2 separate regions of the Mus musculus genome follow, and region 2 is linked to region 1. Evidence: chromatin contacts called from public HiChIP or PLAC-seq data. All regions are on one chromosome and are shown on one strand. The core of a region is the stretch at or near the end of the contact, and the rest is flanking DNA. Distances in the headings are between cores, read along the strand shown. Region 1 overlaps Lrp1 (low density lipoprotein receptor-related protein 1). Region 2 holds the start of A430046D13Rik (Riken cDNA A430046D13 gene).

Region 1 (5,757 bases), core at 2,038-4,537:
GTATCAGGACCACAGGGGATGTGACTGGTATGAGCCTTGGGGTGGAGGGCAGGGCCAGAACCTGCAGAGACAACGGTCTCCACGCCAGTGCCGTTGATAAATGCCCTTTTGATGGCTTGAGTCCGCACATCAGACCAGTAAACTCGCTGCTCTCGGGCATCATAGTCCAGCACCGTGACATTGTCGATATCAGGCACCGTGAAGGAGATGATATAATTGTAGTACGGGGCATCCAGGTCCACGCCCCGGATCTCCATCTGACGTGCGTACAGCAGGAACTTCTTAAACTCTGTGGGACGCAGGAAAGTCATTGAAGGCAGTCCCTCGCCTTCAAGTTTCTCACCTACCTAGGTTAGGTGTCTCCCCTGAATCCCCCTGCGTGCTGTTGGCCTTTTGCTACGATGATGGTCCTCAGCCTTCCTAACGCTGTGACCCTTCCTCATGCTGTAGCCTCCAGCCATAAAATTATTTTCATTGCTACTTCATAACTGTAGTTTTGCTATACTTATGAATAGTAAGATATCTGGTATGTGACCCCTGTGAAAGGGTCACTTGATACCCCCAAAGGGGTCGAGACCCACAGGTTGAGAACTGTGAAGAGACTGTGTCAGATCTTGGCAGTTGTGGCTCTTTCCTCCAGCGCTAGCAAGTTTTCAGAGCCCCTCCTTCCAGTCATTCCTTTGCTTAACAGCAGGGACCTCTCCTTCAGCCTCAGTTTACCCGTAACTGTTAGAGGAGGAGATGGCTTCCTACCATAGCAGGTGGTGTTGTCCTTGTGCAGCTTCATGAGGTGGGGACAGGCGCAGGAGACGGTCCGGTTGTAGTTGATGAGGCACAGATGGGAACAGGGGCCCCGGCCGCCATTGGCCTCACATGGGTTTGGAGCTGGCCCAGAGAGAGGAAGCAAGAGCATCCTGGGATGTGTTGATCCCTCCCTGGCCCTTCTCACCCAGGTCTCATCCCCTCCTCACACCCCATTATCCCAGCACCTCCCCCACGCCCATCCAAGGGCTGGTGGCTCCTCTTCAGTCGCCTGAAGGCCCCTTACCCATGGGCTGCCGGGAAGGGTGATACACCTGCAGGTCGAAGGGCTGGGTGTTGGTCCTCTGTACCACGGTGACGTTGTGGCCAGTCCACTTGTTGGCCTTAGCCAGTGTATTTGTTCGCCAGTCGGTCCAGTACACCTCCCCACCGTACAGTGTCACGGCAAATGGGTGTGACAGGAACTCGTGTCCCCGAAGCACCTCCATGTGGCCGGAGCCGTCATACCGGGCTGAATAGATGGCATCTGACCTGAGGGTGTAATGGAGGGGTCAGTGGGGGTCTCAGCAAGGTGCCCTGCCAGGTGCCCACCTTCCCTCATCCTCACAACTCAACACACCAGGGAACTCCCCTTCCCAAGTCCTGCCTGGGACTGAAGAGAGAAAGCAAGGTTGCATGGGTTGGGATCCTAGCCTTATGCCCTCCCCAAGGGAATCTTCTAGATTTCCTTCCCAGGGCTACAGTTGGCGTTTGGAGCTCCAGGGTGAGTTAGGAAAAGGCACCTTCTCTTTGCCCTGGGCAGGCAGAGCCCTCAGCAGAGGACACGGGGTATGAGAAGAGCGGAGGGTAGATGGATGACTGCAGGTTACAACCCTGCTCCTTCTCATCTGTCAGTTCCCCTCCCCCCATCCTCCTCTTGGCTTCATCTTTCTTCATGCTGGTCCTGTCCCTCCCCTGCCCGGATGCTGCTGACCTAGCATCAATCCAGAGGATGCGCTTCTCCAGGTAATCCACGGTGAGCCCGTTGGGCCAGCCCCCAGAGCCTGTCTCCCGGTGGATGGTTCGGCGGCCAGCCCCACTCATGGACGCAGCCTCGATTCGTGGCAGGCTGGCATCCCAGTCTGTCCAAAACAGAATCCTAGGGAGGGAGGGAGGAAGGGAGGAGGGCCAAAGATGGGGTGGTCACACAACAGATAAGCTGGGGGAGTCAACAGTACCAAGAAGACAGGTGTCCCTGGCCAGGCTGAACACAGAGCTACGGAGCGGGGGTGGGTAGGGGGTGGGGGTGGGGCAGAGTCCTTACCCATCCCGAGGGTCCAGAGCGATGGCCCTCGGGTGCTCAATGTCACCCGCCAGCAGAGTGGTTCGGAGGGTTCCGTCCAGCTTGGCCACTTCGATCTGGTCCAGGTTGCTCTCCACCCAGTAGATGTTGCCTGCAATCCAATCTACAGCCAGGCCCTCTGGTGTGGCCAAGCCATACTGAATCACCACCTCAAAGCTGGTCAGGGCTAGGAAGAGAAGGTTGCAGGTGGTTAGAGACTCCTGGGCCGGGGCTTGGCGAAGGCATGGATCTCAGGGTCCCTCAATGATCCACCTTCACCCTGACACCTCTGCCCAGAGAGCTGAAGGGCCTGGCTCCCACTCTCCTCTCCCAGGCCTCTTTCCTCCTGGGAGGTAGGTGGGAAAGGGGGCTCTTGGAGGAGGGGGTGAGGTCAGCCACTTTGAGTATGTACTGTTCTGAGGTGGGGTAACCTGGGCAAGGAGGTCAGGGCTGATGGAAGCTTCTGGGAACATGTTTGGACATACTATAAGGATGATGGAACGTGCTAGAAACTACCCATTGAATGTCCTGAAGACACTCTACACTAATGTGTCCGTGTGTCTTATTATTTTAGAAACTGTCATGTGACGACAGCTCAGTTTACGTAACTATTCTCCTGAGGACGGACATTTGAGATGTTTCCAAGTTTCTTTTATAATAAACAACACAAACTCCTCTATTAAAACATGTCTCTTGCTTGCCTCTGCTCAGGGACCCTCCCTGACACACAACTTAAAACTATCTGTCTTGATCACTGCTGTATCCAGCGCAATAGATGCTTAATACTGAGCCTGTGTAGCTCAGGCTACCCCGAGACAGAGGTGGTCCATCCCTACATGGCATTTTCCTTCTAAGCCCAAAATTCCAAGACTGGGGAACCAGGCTTCAGGCCGTTCCAAAGAAAGGGTGATCATTTTGTTAATTATCAGGCAGCAGCAATGCTTACGATAATTACGGGGCATCAGGCTCTGAGACCCACAGCAAAATCCAACCCAATTAACTGGGGGAGGGGGGGCACACGGGGGATGGGCAGCCGAAGCCTCAGCTCCGGGGCCACCTGAATCTGGGCCCGTGACCCTGAGTACCCAAGTGCCATCTGTGTACAATCCTGGCAACTCTCCCAGGCCCAAAGAGTCACCTCCGTTGTCCAGGAGTTTCCCACGGTAGATCTTGTCCTCTACCACGTCGGTCCAGTAGAGGGCACTCTGGCTGAGGTGGAAGTCCAGGGCAATAGTGTTGCGCAGGCCAGGCACTAGGACGCTGTAGTCCCCCTTGTGAAGGTCAATGCGCCTGATCTCGTGGCGGTTGGAGAAGATGATGAACGGTTTGAAGGGATCTGGAGGGAGGCAAGTGTTCAGGTCAGCGAAGGGCTTAGAGCCACTCACTGTGCCACCCTGTCCTGGGATATACATACAGCGTCCCTGCTAGCCCTGGCCTTCAGCCCACTGTAGCTCAGGCGCGTGACCAGGCCTGCTTGGCTGGCTCACCTTGACCCCACTGCGTCTTACCCAGACTGCGGCAGCTTTCCCCGTCAGGCTCCAAGACCCAGCCCTCGTAGCAGGAGCACTTCACACTGAACTTGTTCTGGTCACACTTCTGGCTGCATTTGAGGTGCTTGGCACAGTAGCTCTGGATCTGGCAGGTGTGGTTGTCAGAGCCCAGCTCCATGCCCAGAGGGCAAGAGCACACGATGCCTTCACCAGGGGCCACTGAGCAGTTGTGACTACAGCCACCATTATTCAGAGAACACTGGTCTGGGGGACAGGAAAGAGATAGGGTCAAGATCTGGGAGGAAGCAGGACATGGCCCTGCCAGGCCTTCACATTTTTTTTTATCCTGTTCTGAGCCCCGGAGCCCTAACCACAGCTCAGCCCTGCTGAGCCTCTGTCTCCTTCCCAGTCTCTCTTAGGATCAGGATTGGGACACTAGAACCTGACACCCAGGACCATCATCCTTTTTCCTTACCCCTGTGTGCTCTCGATGCCCTCACGTCGATGGCTGGGACCTGGGCATTTTGCCTCCTCTTTGGGAGGATACTCAGGTCAAGGCCCTTTCTTTGATCCCTCCCGATTCACGTGTGACACAGGGCAGGGTGCAGAGGGGAATGCCCTGACCTTCCCAACACGCCCCACGGTGGCAATTTCTGGGCCAGCCTCAGATGGCTGTACCCTTCACTCCTCTTTCCCAGAAGTCAGATGACTTGTTTGTTCTGGGACGGTGTGGTTTGCTCAGATCTCCTCGACCCTCCTCACTCATTCTGCACACGTTGCCCATTTCCGGGAACCCAGTTAAATTCCCTCCTCCAGAAGTCAGCTCAAATCATGCCTCAACCCTGTGCCTCACCCCCAGCCTGGCCTCCCTTTTCAGTGGTCTGACTGAGGGTGTCTGACCCAGGTCAGGAGTCTTAACGGCTCCCTCCCTGCCCTGCCTTCAGAGTGGGATGGCCCTGGATTAGTTTATTTAAGGGCTCTGTGCTTCTTCTTCCTCAGTTGGTGGCAGACAGTGGCTGTCTACCTGGGCCACTTTGTAAAGTAATTGTTACAGGAGTTGTCACCTCAGGCAGGGCCAAGGCAAGTCCTAGGTCAGTGCCTCCTCTGCCCCAGATCATTTCCTATAGTCCTACCCTGGACAAGACCTCCCCTCTCCCCACTGCTGGGCAACCCCAGGCCCTGCATGGGCGCCTCACCACAGAGCTCGCCCTCATCCGAGCCGTCTCCACAGTCATCCTTGCCGTCGCACAGCTTGTCAGGAGGCAGGCAGACAGAGGTGTTGTTGGCGCAGGGATGGGAGGGTGGCCTGCAGGCCAGGGCCTCACAGTTCTCCTCGTCGGAGTTATCTTCACAGTCGCTGTCGCCATCACACACCCACGCCTTGCTGATGCACCGGGCTGAGGGACCAGGATGGGGACAGAATGAGGAACCAGGCCTGGAGAGTGGAACTCACTGTGCCCTGCCCAGACCCAGCTAAGAATGTCTTCACTGAAGTGCTTAGGAGCCCACTGTAAACCTTGAAACCTTTTCTGTCAAACCCACACAGCTAACGAAGAAGGTGCAGAACCTGCAGAAGGTGCCGGTGCTCGATTCTGGCCAGGGTTTGGGTTCCCGGGGTCTTTCATACAGACTCTGGCTCTTTCTTGCCCTTTCCTCTACATAACACCAAGCCACTGTTACATCCTCAAGATGGCCTCCTCCTACTCATGAAGCTCCCCGCCCTGCTCTGCCCCCTCTCACCGGAGTCCTTGCAGCCAAACTTGACATTCGGGTCACAAACATGGGTCACGCCCTCACAGCTCTTCTCATCGCTGGAATCCATGCAGTCGGTGTCCCCGTCGCAGCGCCACCTCAGGGGGATGCACAGGCCATCTAGGCGGCACTGGAACTCATCCGAGTGGCAGCCACCAGGAGGTCTTGTAGCTGGAGGACAAGGGCGGGGGGTGGGGTGTGCATCAGGAGGGAGAGGCACCCTGGACAGATCTCTGCCACTACCTCTGCTTAGCCTAGATGCTGAGCCAAGTAAGGATGCCCTGGGTGTCCCATGAGCCTGCCGATAGCCAGAAAGCTCTAACTCATCGAGAGACTCAGATGTTGTATCTTCAAGGACCCGGGTGACCCTCTTATCTAACGCCCCTCCTCTAAGCTTATGAGAGTAACTAGCTACATATTCCATCTGTCAGG
Region 2 (5,757 bases), core at 1,148-3,647, 920 kb after region 1:
CATGCCACCTGTTCCCTTCCCTCCTGCTACCCCGAGTCCTGCATCCCTCACATAACTGGGGGCTGAACAAAGGCTAAATTTACCCCTGCCCCCAGCTGTGATTGTCTAACAAGCCTGCCCTCTTCAGTCTCCCCTCCTGGGGTTCAGAGATGTAGCCTTCTGAGTTGAACAGAAGAGCCAGAGGCAGACAGCACCCCTCTCCCTTCACTTCGGAAACTGGCCTGACCTGGGAGCCCCAACCTCATTCCAGCGTTCATTCATTCCCTATCCTTTCCACATATTCCCGGATACCCAAGGCTGCACCGCATCTCTGAACTATCCCTTCCAGATTCACACTTCCCCAGGACTCACCACCACTTTGGAGAGATCAACAGGGGGCTCCTGGGATTTTGCAGGTGCCTGGGGGGCAGCCGGCTCAGCCTTGGCCTTGGCTAGAGGGGTCCCTGGTGTAGACTTGGCAGCAGGCTTAGAGATGGAGGGCCCTGCTGGTTTCTTCACGGGAGCATCCTTCTTGGGAGGCATGATGTCAGGTGGCCAAAGAACAATGTGCTGATGGGGGCACCCATCTCTGTTTAAATAGGCAGGGAGTCTGGGATGTCAAGGGGCGGGGGCAGCAGCAGGGACAGGGAGCCAGTTGGCAAGGGTGAGGGGGAAGAGACTTATGCCTGTCTGCCCTCACTCCCCTGGCCTCCTATGGTTCAGGACTCCTGCCCCCAAAGTTTTCTTCCCTCTGATACCACTCTCCTACAGCTGAATAGAATGTTTTCTTTAAGGGTACAGAGAAGAAACACGAGACCTGTCAGAATAGGGATTGTTAACCTCCAGGGTGAAGATAGGATGTTTGCCAGTGATTCTGAGATAGGAGCTAAGGGGAGAAAGAAGAAAACTAAAGTAGAAAAACAAACAAAAACTTGCATTAGTTTTAGACCGTGGGAAAGCCCAAGCAAAGCAAGGGCTTGGGGTGGAGTCGGGGTAGAGGGGTGGGGGGCTGGTATCAGGTGGGAAGTTTTAAAATCTGTTCTGGAAACAGTAAAAGGTGAGAGGAGGCCTTTGCACTCCCTTCTGTCTTTTCCCGTATCCTTAGAACTTGTAATCCCTGGGCCCCCACCTACCCCCAACCTTAAACTATGCACAGTAACTCGAGCGTGTTATTACCCACTGACTTCTATACCTAATGTTGGTTTAGGGGTTCCAGTGTAGGCAAGGCTTAACATCTGTCACACATAATTCCAAAGAAGGAACATTTTTCAACAAGACAATGTTATTCAAATCAAACAAAAGGCTATAATGCCTAGTGAGCATGGAGGGAACACACACACACACACACACATGGAGGGGGCCCTGGGAGACAAAGAGCCCCCTAATAACCCAAAAGGTTACAGGACCTCCAAAGGAGTTCATAGGTATCCACACGGACACACCATTGGTCAGGATCACATCAAAAACCTTAGCTGAGCTTTGAGTCACAAACCTTGCTGGAAGCGCTGATGAAGGGAAAAGATGATGTTTGGGAGCTAGGAGGTTCTGGCTACTCTGTTCTTGGATAAAGAAGAATTACATGGCATTCTGAGAGACTGGTCATTCCACTTAGGCCCTGGAGTTCGCAGAGTAGCAGTGGGTCTCCCATTTGCAAAAGGGCGTCAGAATCTTTTTACTGCAAATTGTCCCATTTTTGGAAAATAAAGAATCCTTCCTAAACAAAACGCCCGTTTCCCTCACTTTCACTCACTCCTAAGCCCTAGAGAGGAAAAAGACCCTCCCAGCCCCTCAAAACTCACCTTGCCGGGTCCGAGGAAGGGGCAGGTGGGGGGCGGGACTCAGGGCAGCTCCTGTCCCTGAAGGGTTAAGTGCGGCTGCCGCAGAGCATGCTGGGAGTCGTAGTCCGCGAGCACCCGCAGGCTCACAGGAAACCTTTTCCCAGCCGTGAGAGTTGGTGGTGACTTCCGGCCCCTGGTGACAGTTGGTGACTCAGGTCCTGAGGCGTGCGCCGGTTCCGGAATTGAAAGGGCCTGAGCTGTCCCCACCCATGACCCTGCGGCTGCAGACCCACAGACGCCCGCAAGGCTAGGGGCGGGGCCGGCCCGGGCGGTGGGAGGGGCCGGGCGGTGGGCGGGGCGGCAGCGGGGGCTTCCTCAGGCTGTTAGCTGCGGAATGGTGTAACTTGGCAGAGTTTTGCGTTTTATTTATTTATTTATTTATTTATTTATTTATTTATTTATTTATTTCACATTTGATAGTGGTCGAAAGACTGACTGAAGTAGATGTTAAGATTTACAATTTAGCCTGGCCATCTGCTTCCACTCTCCTCCTTGTGGAGGCGTCTGCTGAGGCCGCCAATGCACCGCGGTCTCCCCCCCCCGAGATACCCAACAAATGCAACGCTGGGCTCTGCAGTCCTTCTTTACCTTTCCGACACCATTGCCCAGCCTGAGTATTTGCACTTTCTCCCTGGAGTTTAGCAAATGTCTGAGTGCAGAGAGGGAACCGGCCCACCGTCCCGAAACAGACGAATAAATAACTCTGGCGGCGCGCCTCATACTAGAGCTTGTGCAAGCAAGTGGACCAGAAATAGCTCAGGGTAGAAGACTCCCAGCGGCGCCATAGGAAGAATGAGGCACAAGCCAATTTTGTACCCTGAAACGGACATTCCCCGGCTGGAAAAAGCTTGAGTAAAAAGGTCTGTACGGGTGCAAGGGATGTAGCACAGTTGGTTGCACAAAGCTCTGGGTCCCAGCACTCAGGAGGTGGAGACAGGAAGAATCAGATGTCTTTGGGACGTAGGGACTTCGGGCCAGCCTGAGCTACATAAGATCCAGTTTCAGAGCAGAAAGGGAAGGGACGCCTGAGAGCTTGTCTTAAACTAGAAAGCAAGAACAAGAAAGCAGTCTTGGTGATAACACAAATGTAATCCCAAGTCGGGGGGTGAGGGGGGGGGGGGGACAAACGAGCCTGGGCTATACAGTGAGACTCAAAACAACAGTGAATAAGGGCTGAAGTTAGAGCTGGCTGGCAGAACAATTGTCTACAACCGTTCAGGTTCTGGGTTCAGTCTCCATCACCATTAAAAAGGATTCCCACCCCCCCTGGTTTGTTTGTTTGTTTGTTTGTTTTGTTTTTTGTTTTTTTGGTTTTTTGAGACAGGGTTTCTCTGTATAGCCATGGCTGTCCTGGAACTCACTTTGTAGACCAGGCTGGCCTCGAACTCAGAAATCCACCTGCCTCTGCCTCCCGAGTGCTGGGATTAAAGGTATGTGCCACCATGCCTGGCTGTGTTTTATCTTAATAGATATGTGGTCCGGTGTGACTTTTTTGTTTACGTTTTTCAATGGCCTCAGTCTGCTGCTGCACTGGCTAGCCTGCCCTGCCTCCCTGTTACTCTGTGTTCTAAGGTTCTTGGGGTCTAACCCAGAGCTTTCTGCATGCCAGGCAAGCGCTCTACCCTCGTAGCCCTGAAAGGAAAGAAGTGGTGATAATCACACAGCAGTGTATCACTTCAGAAACTTGAATAATTGTGGGTTCACCCTATACAACTAGATTTTGTGTTTGTTTTATTTTTATTTTGAGACAAGGTTTCTCTGCATAGGCTTGGCTGTTGACTTTTGTCTTTTTTATCTATTTTATTGAGAGTTCTTATACTATTCTCTCCCTTCTAACCCTCCCCCCCGCCCCAATACAACATGAGGTAGGAGAGAAAGGCTACAGAGGAAAGAGGACGAAGACCTCCACAGGCTTCTTCCTTGGTTAGGTTGTGGTGTTCCCAGGGGCAAGTCAGCATCCCAGCAACAGCAAGGGGAGCAGCTGCCGTAGGCCTTCTAGGGGCCCTTGTATTAATATCCTCTCCAGAGTCTCTAGAATTAAACTATCTGCAGATGGCAAAACCATGCCCCTCTTGGAGCACAAGACAATCATAGTGGCTGAGGACAAACTGAAGAAGCCCCATATCCCACACTTGGGCTTAAAACAAAAGCACATAACATGAGGGGGTTTTAAAGAAACCAGAACTCTCAGTACACCCACCTGTCCTGGGCTCGCTCTGTAGACCAGGCTGGCCTCAAATTCCCTCAGAGAACCAGGCCAGCCACAAACTTAGAGACCTGCCTGCCTCTGCCTCCCGAGTGTGGGGATTAAAGGCGTGCGCCACCACTGCCCAGCTGGACATTAACTTTCTTTTTCTTTTTTTTTCTTAAGATTTATTTATTTATTTATTATATGTGAGTACACTGTCACTGTCTTCAGACACTCCAGAAGAGGGAGTCAGATCCCATTACAGATGGTTGTGAGCCACCATATGGTTGCTGGGATTTGAACTCAGGACCTTTGGAAGAGCAGTCAGTGCCCTTAACCACTGAGCCATCTCAGCAGCTCGGACATTAACTTTCTAAGTCAACAGAAAAAAAAAAATTGATAGCAAAGATAAGTGTGCTGGCCAGGCTTTTTTTTTTTTAATTCTTTCATATACTATATCTCAGCCTCAGTTTCCCCTCTCTCCCCTTCCCCTGTCCCTCCCCCACCACCTCCCCTCTCCCCCAGATTTACTCCCCTCCAGCTTCCCTCAGAAAAGAGCAGGCCTCCCAGGGACATCGATCAAATACGGCATATTTAAATAGGCACATCCATCGCACCACATCAAGGTTGGACGAGGCAATTCAGTAAGGGAAATGGTCCCATAAGCAGGCAAAAGAATCGGGGACAGCCCCCACTCCCATGGTTAGGATTCCCACAGAACCACCAAGCTACTCAGACATAACACAGAAGCTCTGGCTAGTTTTTATGTCAACTTGACAGGAGCCAGAGTCATCTGAAAGGAGGGAACTGCAACTGAGAAAATGCCTGTCATAAGGTAAGTAGGCAAGCCTGTAGGATATTTTCTTTGTTTTTTTTTTTTATTAATGTATTCACTTTACATCCCAATATCCGCCCCTCCCCCACATCCCCTGGATATTTTCTTAATTAGTGATTGATGGGGAAGGGCCCAGCCATTGTGGGTGGTGCCATCCCAGGGCTGGTGGTCCTGGGTTTTATAAGAAAGCAGGCTTGAGCGAGCCAGTAACCACACCACTCCATGACCCTGCATCAACTCCTGCCTCCAGGTTTCTGCCCTAACTTCCTTGCTGGACTGACAGAACCTGGAAAGGTAAACAGAACAAACCCTTTTCTGAGTTGCTTTTCCTTATGGTGTTTCATACAGTAGTAAAAAAAAAAAAACCTAAGACAGGAGTTGTTACCGGGACCGGGGGCTGTGGCTGTGACAGAGATGCCTGGCCATACGTGTTTACTGTTCGATGTTTGAGGGTTGTGGCATTTGAGCTCTGGGCTGGGAAAGCACTGAGTGCTCAGAGCACAGTGAGATGCTCTGTGGGAGCTTGGAAGATACAAATGTCCAAAGCAGTGCAGAACACAGAGGCCTGGCCTGTGGCGTTTCAGAGGGAAACCAAAGACTCTACCTGGCCTTCTGTGTGGGAATCTGGTGTATGGTCAGCTGGAGCTGAAAAATCAGCCATGACTAACAAAAGACCAGAACCACTGAAGTAAAACTTTTGCTTTTTCCGGGGAAACCAGATGCTGATCAGCTGGGCTGAAGAATCAGCTGTGATTCACTGAAGTCAAATCTCCTGGGAAGTGTTTCCTCAGAAGCCGTGCTCCAGAGGTGGCCAAGGTTGAACCTCATGCCGGCAGCCGAACTTGGTTGCGTAAGAGTGACCCAGCTGATAACTGCTTTAAAGGTATAAAGGGATCATGGACAGCAGCTGAGGCTTG

Evidence for each region. HiChIP or PLAC-seq counts read pairs in DNA pulled down with a chosen protein or histone mark.
Region 2: a contact with region 1 is called in an HNF4G HiChIP or PLAC-seq map of pancreatic cancer cells. The contact joins the promoter of A430046D13Rik here to the enhancer-like site in region 1. A contact is called at or near these places in 2 of 39 promoter capture datasets (embryonic stem cells and hippocampal neurons), 4 of 115 datasets of contacts at active chromatin or transcription factors (embryonic forebrain, forebrain, pancreatic cancer cells and 1 more) and 1 of 9 other capture datasets (macrophages).

What each region holds. Positions count from the first base shown.
Region 1 is chr10:127,573,219-127,578,975 of GRCm38.p6, forward strand. Lrp1 (low density lipoprotein receptor-related protein 1) reads right to left here. Exons shown (of 89, transcript NM_008512.2): 21 at 5,314-5,496; 22 at 4,770-4,970; 23 at 3,592-3,837; 24 at 3,222-3,419; 25 at 2,066-2,270; 26 at 1,736-1,900; 27 at 1,049-1,293; 28 at 754-885; 29 at 62-289. Among named protein-coding and RNA genes, the nearest start is that of Gm16217, 20 kb to the right of the region's middle. Within about 2 kb of position 3,288, at least 44 of the 459 cell types and tissues checked have an H3K27ac peak or open chromatin away from gene starts, as enhancers often do. A contact at or near this core is called in pancreatic cancer cells, where this site is marked.
Region 2 is chr10:128,496,850-128,502,606 of GRCm38.p6, forward strand. A430046D13Rik (Riken cDNA A430046D13 gene) reads left to right here and starts at 2,398. Exons shown (of 2, transcript NR_131151.1): 1 at 2,398-2,677; 2 at 5,560-5,757. It overlaps Myl6b (myosin, light polypeptide 6B), which reads right to left and starts at 1,836. Exons shown (of 7, transcript NM_172259.1): 1 at 1,779-1,836; 2 at 352-568. The coding sequence starts at 522.